2 separate regions of the Mus musculus genome follow, and region 2 is linked to region 1. A link is a contact called in public HiChIP or PLAC-seq data. All regions are on one chromosome and are shown on one strand. The core of a region is the stretch at or near the end of the contact, and the rest is flanking DNA. Distances in the headings are between cores, read along the strand shown. Region 1 has its middle 19 kb from the start of Gm41849. Region 2 holds the start of R3hcc1l (R3H domain and coiled-coil containing 1 like).

Region 1 (5,141 bases), core at 2,507-5,006:
TCTTTTTTGACTCTCAGGCTGGCTGTTCCTCCTTCTCTCACCGCAAACTAGATGCCCCAGATTTATATTCTACCAGCTTAGCAACCTTCAAGAATGTAACTCCATCCCTTCAGGAACAGCACCAGTCTAAGATACTCCACTGCTGGCTTGATTCAAGTCACTTGCCTACTCATGAACCAATCATAGAGGCCAAAAGATTTCAACGACTGCTCTGATTGGCTAATCTTAGGTCACATACCCACTTTCATTCAATCACTGCCCACTGAAATATCATGAAATAAGAAAGTTCAGACAGAGGATGGTTTCCTCCAAGAAGAATTGAGATCTTGCTTCAGTGAGGGGTGGTTAGCAGAGATAAGTATATACACCAGAGCCAAACCATACCTTTAACCTTTGTCCTCTCTGCTCTTCCAGGACATTGGCTGGCTGGAGTGATGATAGCATGCCTCATACGCTATTGTGCTGAGTGCACTAATAATATACAAACACTTATCATCATGTGTTTGTACTCTTGATCTTTTATAAAAGACCCAAACAACCATTTGCCAGTGACCAATGATCAAAAGCCACAACTCTGAAAACAGAATGAGTCTGGGTGAATTAGAAAAAGAACTGCCTTTGGGGTCCCTCTCTCAAGTCATTCCCCTTCAGCAGCTCTTCCTGGGATGCTTAAAGCGATGACCCTAGTTAAGGCCACAATCTACTTATTATCCCTAACACCGCTCTAATTGCACCATTTACAGGCAAACACAGCTGTTTGTACAATAAACACCAAAGCTTTTCATCACAGAGCGTTTGTGTATTTGTGTGCATGCCCGAGTCTTTTTTTAAACACAAATAACCTAGCCTGCATTGTTAAAAGGCTCCGTCACTTACAGTTTACAAATATACCCCTCCATCTTCCATTTACCTCCACCCGCCCTTGAAATTGCAAACGCATCCTGCAGGGACCAAAGGACTACCATTGATCTTTCAATGACTCCCCAGAACAGGGGCAAACTCGGCCATGTATAAAGAAAGCAGATAGGTTAGCTAACTAAGCCACTTGGCCAACATCAATTGTCCCAACTGCCACAACATTGGCAATGTCCTGCCAAGGACTGACTCAACATTGTCAAGAATTCAGGAGCAGCTAAAAAAAAAAAAAAAATTAAGAGTGGCCTACCTGCCAACCAAGGATGATTCACTGAATCTGGAAAAGAATGTGCTCGCAATAAAGTCAGTGGGCACGATGCCGTGAGGCCAAGCTGTCCCCCTACACTGAACTGAAGTAACCCATATATCCTATAACCACAAGCTAGAGGACCATCATGAGTCTGAGCCTACAGCCCAGGCTCTCCCTCTGGGTGAGATGATATAAAAGACCATCCTCGGGGAGATCCATAGAACAGAAACCCTCTCCTTTTCATCCAAAGGTCCCGGATCTACCATTTGCTCTGTGCCTATGAATGGATCAGGTTCCCGTGTTTGCGACGACAATAACAACCTCCTGATCAGCTAGGATGACTTAGCAGAACTCACTGAATACCTTCTCAATAGCAGTCCCTGGGCAACAGGGTTAACCTGAAGTTCTCCCTCTACCGAATATCCATTAGTGAGCATTGCCTCTTAAATAGGAAGAACTTCATCAAGGTTTAGTTGAGTTCATCAGCCCCTCTCCCCCAAGCCTTGTAGCCATCTTGATAATGGCAGATTCTTGTCCTTGTAGCACTGATGAGGAAGCTATGTGTCAGAGAGGGTAAATGCCTTGCTAGGGGCACACAATTGGTCAGATATGGAGCCAGGACATAAGTCTGTCCAATGCCTTCAATCCTTGCAACATAGCGCCTACCTCTGCAGCTCCCTGGAAGGGACGTAACACTGTCAGTTTCCAAAGGAAGTGCCCTTTTTCTGAGGTTCAGCTCACTATAGGGACACTGAGCCCAAGGTTGCTCAGAGTAGCCATTTCTTCCATTCTTTTGAAAATTGTTATCAAATTCCATGCAGTCTCTCAACTCTGGGGATTTGAAGCTGAAACAGACAAAAGCCCCTACCCCTTGGGGCTGGAAAGACAGCTCAATGGTTATGAGCACCTGCTGTTCTTACAAAGGACCTGAGTTTGATTTCCAGAACCCGTCCCTGGTGACTCACAACTGCCTGCGACTCAGTAGCTCCAAGGGGATCTGACGCCTCTGGCCTTTGTGGGCATCTGCCTTCATGTGCACATATGTACATGTGCATTGTTCATGCATGCATCCACGTGCACGCGCACACGTGTGTGTTATGTGTGTATACACACAATAGTTAAAAATAATAAACTTTGTAAAACAACCTTATCCTAGGAAGTGGAGACAGTAAACCCAATAAATAAGAAAAAAGAGAGTAGACTAACGGGAAGAGTAAGAGAGAAATGGCTGGGAAGGGATGTGGGAGAGAAATAGGCAGCCCGAGATCTGATCATGAACGCCTCGTAGTGAAGGGATAAAGAAAACAAAAGACATGGGTGCAAAAAAGGAATGAGATAGGGCCGTCGTCCCCTGACATCCAAACTCCGCCTGTGCACTGACTTCCGGCTGGCTTCCGGCTGGCTCCCAGCTGGCTTCCGGCTGGCTTCTAGCTGGCTTCCAGTTTGCCTGGACTCACAGGACAGAGCAGGCAGGCTCCTGAGGCACAGAATAGAATCACATATGGCTCATGCTAGACTCCCATCCCCAAGGCCGTGTTTCCCAAGGCCTGCTCTTAGCCTAGGAGGGAGCTGAGCTGGTGGAACACAGGCCCCTTCTTGGACACCAGTTTCTTCAGGCAGCCCACTGTGATGCCAGCGCTCCTCCGCAGCCTTGCAGAGCTTGGCAGAGGAGCCAAACGGCTCTCATCTTCCCCGTTCCTCTCGTACACTTGGAGGGCAAACCTGCGGTGCTTCTTCCCCGTTAGACTGAGCCTTCTCAGAGGTGTTTCTTCTACCACAATCCGTGCTCCTTTGATCCCATTTTGTCATGTGCTACCTAGACACGTCAAACTAACACGAGGTGGTGGCAATCAGGGAGGGAGAGGGCAAGGGGAAGATAGAGACCAAAGGCAGCTCTGAAGACTCGGACATCCCTGCTCCGTAAACCCACCATCCCTAGGCCTCTGAAAATTCTCTTCTCTGGTTGGTTTTTATAACTTACTAGTGGAGTTCCTCTTAACTAAACAACTGCAAAACCTCCATTTGTCTGTCGAACCTGAGGGGTGAGAGCGCTCATCCACATCTCCTCACGCTGTGGAGCCTTGATGACAGTAGCCAGGGGGGACCAGAGGCCAGATGTGGTGGTGAGGCAGCCAGCCAGCTCGTGGGAGGCTGAGGAACGCATTAAGGCTGGAGGCCATCTGAGGTAAAGGGAGGGAAGATGGAGCTGGGCCAGCTTGTGTCACCCCCTCCCCTCGCCCCCAGCAGGATTTCAGTGGGGGTGGGGGTGGGTAGGGTGAGTGGTGGGGGATGGGCTAGGGGCATCAAAACCCCCTTCACAAGGTTCAGCAAGATACACCCTAGGCTCATTGACTTCAGTTTCCCTATTGGTTTTGGAGCCAAGTAAGTCATTTCCGGATGTTCTGCAAACATCAGCGCCAATCGATAGCATCGGAATCGTTTCTTTGCCCCATTTGTTTTCAACAGCCTGCCACCAGCGGTCCCCCACGCTGGCTTCCTCCAGCGGCAGCTGTGCTCTTGGGGCTCCCTGTGGGTGTGTGGCAGAGATCCCCAGCCGGGCTGCAATCATAAGTCCAGGCCTTTAATCTCTGGCTCAGAGGGATAAGGCTCTGGGTTCGCCTCCCTGAGCAAATTATAGGCTCTTACTGTGCAAGCACCAGCCAGCCTTCTTCTCCCCGGGCCTGTCTGCTCCGGAGAGGAGCATTTCTGGAATAAACAGGACCCTCCCTCCCTTACAGACATTCCCCGAGACTTTGCAAACCTCAGCAGCTGCAGGCAAGCCAGAAACAAGCTTCCTAGGAACGAAAGACACCACAAGAAGTAAAGGACCATGGTGGCAGGGCTCAGGGTGATGTGGCTCTCGGGTGAAGTTCCGTGATGGTCACAGGTCACTAGACCACCAACGCCTGCAGGCAAGCTCCCAGCTACTGAAGTTTACTCAGCAAATCTTTCTGGGCCTCTGTCACGTGGCCAACACAATGCTTCCCGTCCACACTCTTCCCCAAACTGCCCTTAGTCCCCTGGAGACAGTCAGCTGCTACCACTATTTATCCAAACTGTGGTAGCCCTTGAGCCCTGGGAAGCAGCAGAGTGGATGTAGGACATAGGGAGTGACCATTGACTTGACCATCTACTCTGCTTTCTACCTGCGTTCCTCATACAGACCACACTAGACAGTGGGGTTTTACCAGGGTGGGGATTGTTCTACAAGAAGGATATCTCTCTCTCTCTCTCTCTCTCTCTCTCTCTCTCTCTCTCTCTCTCTCTCTATCTCTCTCTCTCTCGCACACACACACACACACACACACACACACACAGGTCAGAAAGAAAGTGATACATACAAATTGAGTCACTAAGTGAGGGATGAGGACAGAGGCAGGTGCTGTCTCACTAGAGGAGAAGCTGCATGTGGGCAGGCTATCTTGTCCACAGCTGTATCTCAACTTCTAGCTCAGTGCTGGGCACTTTGAAGATTTCTAATCAGTACTTAGCAGACAACTGCCTGCTGTAGGTTGACAGAGAGAGAGAGAGATCTTAAAATTCAGATCAGGGGCTATAGTGTATTATTCATTAAAAACAGAAAGTAATGATGAATGTACTTCTATTTATGGCTGAGTAAGAGTGGTCACGGGAGGAGACACAGGAGGGAAAGTCATCAAGATGGCCAGAAGGAGACAGAATGGGGGAGAACAGAGCACCAGTGTGAGGGACAATCGGCTTCCCCTCCAGACTCTCTGACCCCTCCCTGGGCCCCATCTGCTGTCCCCGCTTGGCTCCTTAACACTGCCAAAAATCTCCCCTCAAAACGACACCATTGGTGTTCTTTCCAGCTTTGAGACCCTTCCAATGATGGAGACGCCATCCTGGAAGGTGGATACGGTCAGTGGGAGGAAGGAGGGTGGTGCATCAGCCAGACTCGCTCCCTGGCCCTTCTAGCTTTGGTTCCATCACTACCCATGCAGTCTTGGCCTCGGTT
Region 2 (5,057 bases), core at 1,577-4,076, 57 kb before region 1:
AGGGTATTTCCACAGAACAGTATGGCCTCTCCTAATTGTGCCATATAGCATAAGATAATCAATAAAACGTTCTTATTCAGCAGCCATTGCTAACTGAGCATCTACTAGGTATACAGCAAAGAATGAGATCTACCCTCCAAAGTCCTTTTAAGTAAAAAGGAGTCAAAAAGCAAGTGCTTGAAACAAAGGAGACAACACAATATGCAAAATGATTTTAATGTACATGACTTTCTATTGTCATAGCTGTGTGTGTATATGTATATACATATATATATACATATACACACACATATACACATATACAAATGTGTATATGTGTATGTATATACATATATATTTGTGCAAAGAAACCATGCTGAAGCATAACTAAAGGTAAGAACAAATCTGAAAAAGCAGAAGGCACAACATGAAAGAAAAATAATAATTGCTTTTTGGCCTTTTGGCTAAGATCATGTGTAAAAAAAAATAAAGGAAATGTTTCCTTAGCATCCAAATTCGCAGATATCTGGCAGTCAGTGAGACACCTGAAGAAAATAAAAATAGTATTTCAATTCTTAACCTAAGATTTTGCCCTGGCCCCCAAGCCATTTATGTCTGTAAAGCTTCTCTCTTTGCTTTCTCTAACCTTGCTCCTTACAGATACACACAGAGCCAGGATATCTGCAGAGGTGGTCATTCATTCAGTTTCCACCATCAAGCCTCCCAGACTCCTTTAAGCTAAAACGTTTGTTTTGTTTTTGTTTCACACCGTCTCACCAGGTAGCTCTGGCTGACCTGAAACTGATATGCAGACCAGGCTGACCTTGAAATCACAGAGAGCCATTTGCCTCTGACTTAATAGGATTCAAGGCATGAACTGCCATGCCCAACTCAAGCTAAAACTTTACAAACAGCCTAACTTAAAAACTGTATGTGTGCTGGGTGGTGGCCCATGCTTTTAATCCTAGCACCCAGGAGGCAAATCTCTTGTGAGTGTAAAGCTGGCATGATCTACAGAGTGGTTTCCAGGACAGCCAGGACTATACAGAGAAACCATGTCTCAAAAATGAAAAACAACAACAACAACAAAAAAAAAAAAACCCTATACATGTATGCATATATGGGGGGGGGGAATAGAGACACAAAAATTGTCCTATAGAATTCTATTCTTGTCAATATCTGAGTCATAGTTAATTGTCCTGCTAGGAGCTACACTACATAGTGAAATACACTCAAGTACAGGTTACAAACAAAAGACCAGTCCAATTTAAACTGACAAGATAAAAAAATAAAAAAAAAAAGAAAGAAAGAAAAAGAAAAGCAATCTCTAGAAAAGTATTTACTTAAGAGCATACCCAATAACCACGTCAGAGCAGCACTATGGGAAACCTAGGCAACCCTAAGAGTGAAAAAGAGTAATTTTTTTTTTTTTAAAGAGGAGCTCTTCCTGGCCTGGAATTCACTACCCAGACTAGGCTACCAAAATCTCCGAGACCAGCCAGCCTCCGACTCTGGTACTGGGATTAAAGGCTGCTGTTGCTTGTTATTGTTGTTGTGGTTACTACTAGGGAGAGAATTCAGAGCCTTATGCAATCTTACCAATGAACTACAGACACCTCAACCCTGCGCTAAATAGCTCAGGCAGCTATTATTACATGAGTAAGTAGTGCCTGCAACCCACAAACCCTAGACACTGGTGGTTCAGCACCAAGCTTCGGGAGCTCTAAGTCTTAGGGGATGCTTGTCATGTGTAGTGCTTCCAAGAGCGGAAACCGAGCAACAGGGGCAGCTGGCTGTGTGTCGCATGCTGATGGGCCTCGAAGTTTGACACCGATTCCACAGGTGGTCAAGCCCTAATGTCACCTCTCCGCTTGAAACCTTGCTTTAACACTTGTAGGTTTCATCGCAGTTTCTAAAGACACCATTAACTCCGGTCTTCATAAAGACATGACCGTTGATTTTAAAATCCAACTGACCTGGACCACACAAGAGAGGGTACAGGAACTTTATTTTAAATGTTTTCTAGCACAAACGTCTCACACATAGATCATAACACTGAAAAGCATAGTACAAAAGACCCTGCACCCCCTCTTTTTTTTTCCAGACAGAGAAACCAAGGTGGTGGTAATAGGACTACAAAAGACCACAGGTCCATCAAGTGGCCAACCCATCATCCTCTCAGGATTCAGACTCTATAAACCCCGTACTCTTTCCCTCACAACTCAGATGCGACGAAAAAAAAGTTTGTAAGACAACTTTCGATAAAGTGGGTTGGAAGTTTTCTGAGGACCGCCCGAGAAGAGCAGGAAGAACATCCTACTTTACAAACTGTTCCCGGCCAGCCCATAGCCCGGGGGTCCTAGCAGCGGAGCAGAAGTGCCACTGCCCGGGAATCGCCCGCGGCCCCGGGCTGTCCCGAAGCCACCTCGGTGGTCCACAGCTCCGCAGCCCAGAGGGGTCCTAAGACCCCGCTCGCTACCTGGTGACTGGAGACGATTTCTACCAGAAAGAAGCATTAGGGCAGAGGCCCAAGGCAGGCCTCCGGCCCCTTAGAAAACAGAAGAGACCGGAGGGTGGCCCTCCCGCCCCGGGGCTCCAACAGGTCGAAGGGCGGAAGCTTCCCAATAACCTCCGCCCCAGGCGGGGGCCTGCCCCGCGCGTCACCGGAGGAAAAGAAAACCAGCGTTAACACACAGGAGGAAAGAGGGTCCTCTCCCGAGCCGGAGGAAAGACGCGAGGGCAACCAGCACCAGCTCAGGGAGAGAAAGAATCGGGTTCAAGGGTTCGTGGTTACCGGGACGCTGTCGCTCTCCGCTTCCGCTGCCACCATGAAGCGCCTGCTCTTCCGCTCGCCGCTGGGGTGCGCGCCAGGCCTTGGCTCCGCCCACGCCGCGGGACCTCCTGGGAGTTGTAGTCTTCGCGAGCCCCTGTCGCGTCGCGTGGGGGGCGGGGCCGGCAAATGGAGAGGGCGGGAGGGCGTTGACGCTCCTCTATCTCCTGTATCGTCCATCCTCCATCTCAACCCTCAGCTGTGAAAGCGCTCAAATCTTCTCACGTCCTGCTCAATCATAACCGTGTCTCTTTCCTCGTCCACGGGCGAGTTTCTTCGAGCGTAATCTGCACTTAGCGTCTCTACTTCCTTCCTTGTGTGTGCTGAGTTCTACACTGCAGCTTCTGCCCCCCGCAGAAAATGTCCTTGTTGCAGCCAGTGTCCTTGTCGCCAAACCCACTGCAAGTATTTTCAGGCTGTCTAACTTAAGCATTAGTCATTGAAGCTCTTGGACATTATCATTTATTTTCTATGACACTATCCAGCTTTGCCTTCCTCATTCCATGCCGTTCGACTCGGTCTCTTCCTGTAATTCTCCCCCCCCCCCCCGAACTCACCTCTTGAATATTGTTCTCTGCAATTCTTAGAATAAGGAAGGGGAGCGTCCAGCCCGGCCCCTTTTTTTGCTTTAGCTTATCGTACTCCCAACTTCTAGACGACCCTATCTCATTCCTATCTTGCAGACTTGTCAAAAAATGGCTTGAACGCTTTGGTGGCGCGAATGGTATAGCCCTGTGATTGGCAAACAGGTGAAGTGCCCAGGATTCGATCTCGGAACTATACAAGAAAAAAAGAAATATTTGAAAAGTTCATACTGTGTCTCTCCTCTCTGTTCACTGCCTTCCCATCTATCTCCAATGCCTCTTCATCTACATTTGAATGCTAACCAAACCCTGTAGAGGCTCTCTCTCTAGCATTTGAGTCTGTTCTTTATTTCCACTGCCAGATACTTAATTCCCACTTGCTTAGTTTCTTAGCTGATTACTGTTCTCCTTACTGATCTCAGTACGGCTGTGGGGTCCTTACTGCCAAAGGCCGAGTTGTGTAAATAACAAATTTAATCAAGTCGTGTTTGTGTTAAAACCCTGTAAAGACACCATTCGATTGAGTTTGAGAGAAGGAATGAAGGTGAACACCTTGGAGCTTTTACAAAATAGTAGTTCCCAATCCACTACTCTCCTTCCCATCCCTTACCAGATCTGATTATGGGATAGGTTAGATGTGAGCCTTCCTAAAAAGTTTCCCCCTCGGGTGAGCTGACCACTCAGCAAAATGGTTGTATATTATTGCTTACAATGGGCCAGTGCTGGGGCCGAAAATAATGAGCAGACCAGTGCCTACCCCTGTGGATTTATGGTCCCTTAAGAAGAGACAGATACTAGTCAAATGGTTCCATAGCAAAAAACAAAAGCAGCAACAACAAAAAAAAATCGTCATCAGCTGAGCTAGGAATTGTGGGAGTAAAGTAACCTGTCCTTCTCTCTACTTCCTGCCATAGCCTAAGCTGGGGATCAAAGCATGGTCCTCGGTCTGAGTAGACCAGGGAGAGCCAAACTGTCAAATACTTGGATTGAATCATATGCCAATGCCCAGGTAGGCCTGGTAGGGAAACCAGGAACCGCTAAATGTGGGATGCTGGGAAGCAGAGCTATGTTAACTAGTTTAGCAGAATGGGCCTGAGCCAGCAGACCACAGATCTTGCAAGGCACAAATCAAGTTTGCTTCATTCATCAGGCCTTTGTTGAATATCTGCTGCCCCGTGGTTTGTTTTCCTGGCCACTGGCAAAAGATACTATGTGTGCCATAAAAATCAACAAATGATAAAACATGGTGTTCCCCACCTGCCACCTGCCAGCTCACCTAGCACGCCACGGCATCTGTTGCGGTATCCACCCCTACATCATGTCGTCACAAAACTGCTCTCAAATGAATTTCCTTTATCAACTTGATCTAACAAGTAGCCATATTTAGTGCTGTATATCGGAGACTTAGCAGAGGCACTCACGAAGAGTTAAGAAGCAAGGTCATAACTGTTTTGGCTTTTAACAAATCAGCAGCTATGTTAGAAGGTAAGGAATTCTGTACATTCAAAATAAGTTAGGCTGCTGTACAATAGAATATATTGGAAATGAATGGTGGTGGGCTACTTTAGCCAGGTGGCCCAGGGGAGGCTTCCTTGAAGAGCTGACTGTCCACTTAGCACTGAAGGATGAGCAGGCGCTGGCTAAACGGGAGACGAAAACAGCGT

What was found. HiChIP or PLAC-seq counts read pairs in DNA pulled down with a chosen protein or histone mark.
Region 2: a contact with region 1 is called in an H3K27ac HiChIP or PLAC-seq map of SST interneurons, with 5 times the contacts expected there. The contact joins the promoter of R3hcc1l here to the enhancer-like site in region 1. A contact is called at or near these places in 2 of 39 promoter capture datasets (liver and stem cell-derived epiblast-like cells), 2 of 484 Hi-C or Micro-C datasets (cranial neural crest and liver) and 1 of 115 datasets of contacts at active chromatin or transcription factors (SST interneurons).

The regions. Positions count from the first base shown.
Region 1 is chr19:42,460,221-42,465,361 of GRCm38.p6, reverse strand. No RefSeq gene overlaps it. Among named protein-coding and RNA genes, the nearest start is that of Gm41849, 19 kb to the right of the region's middle. Within about 2 kb of position 3,756, at least 12 of the 459 cell types and tissues checked have an H3K27ac peak or open chromatin away from gene starts, as enhancers often do. A contact at or near this core is called in SST interneurons and liver, where this site is marked.
Region 2 is chr19:42,516,574-42,521,630 of GRCm38.p6, reverse strand. It overlaps R3hcc1l (R3H domain and coiled-coil containing 1 like), which reads right to left and starts at 2,826. Exons shown (of 7, transcript NM_177464.4): 1 at 2,774-2,826.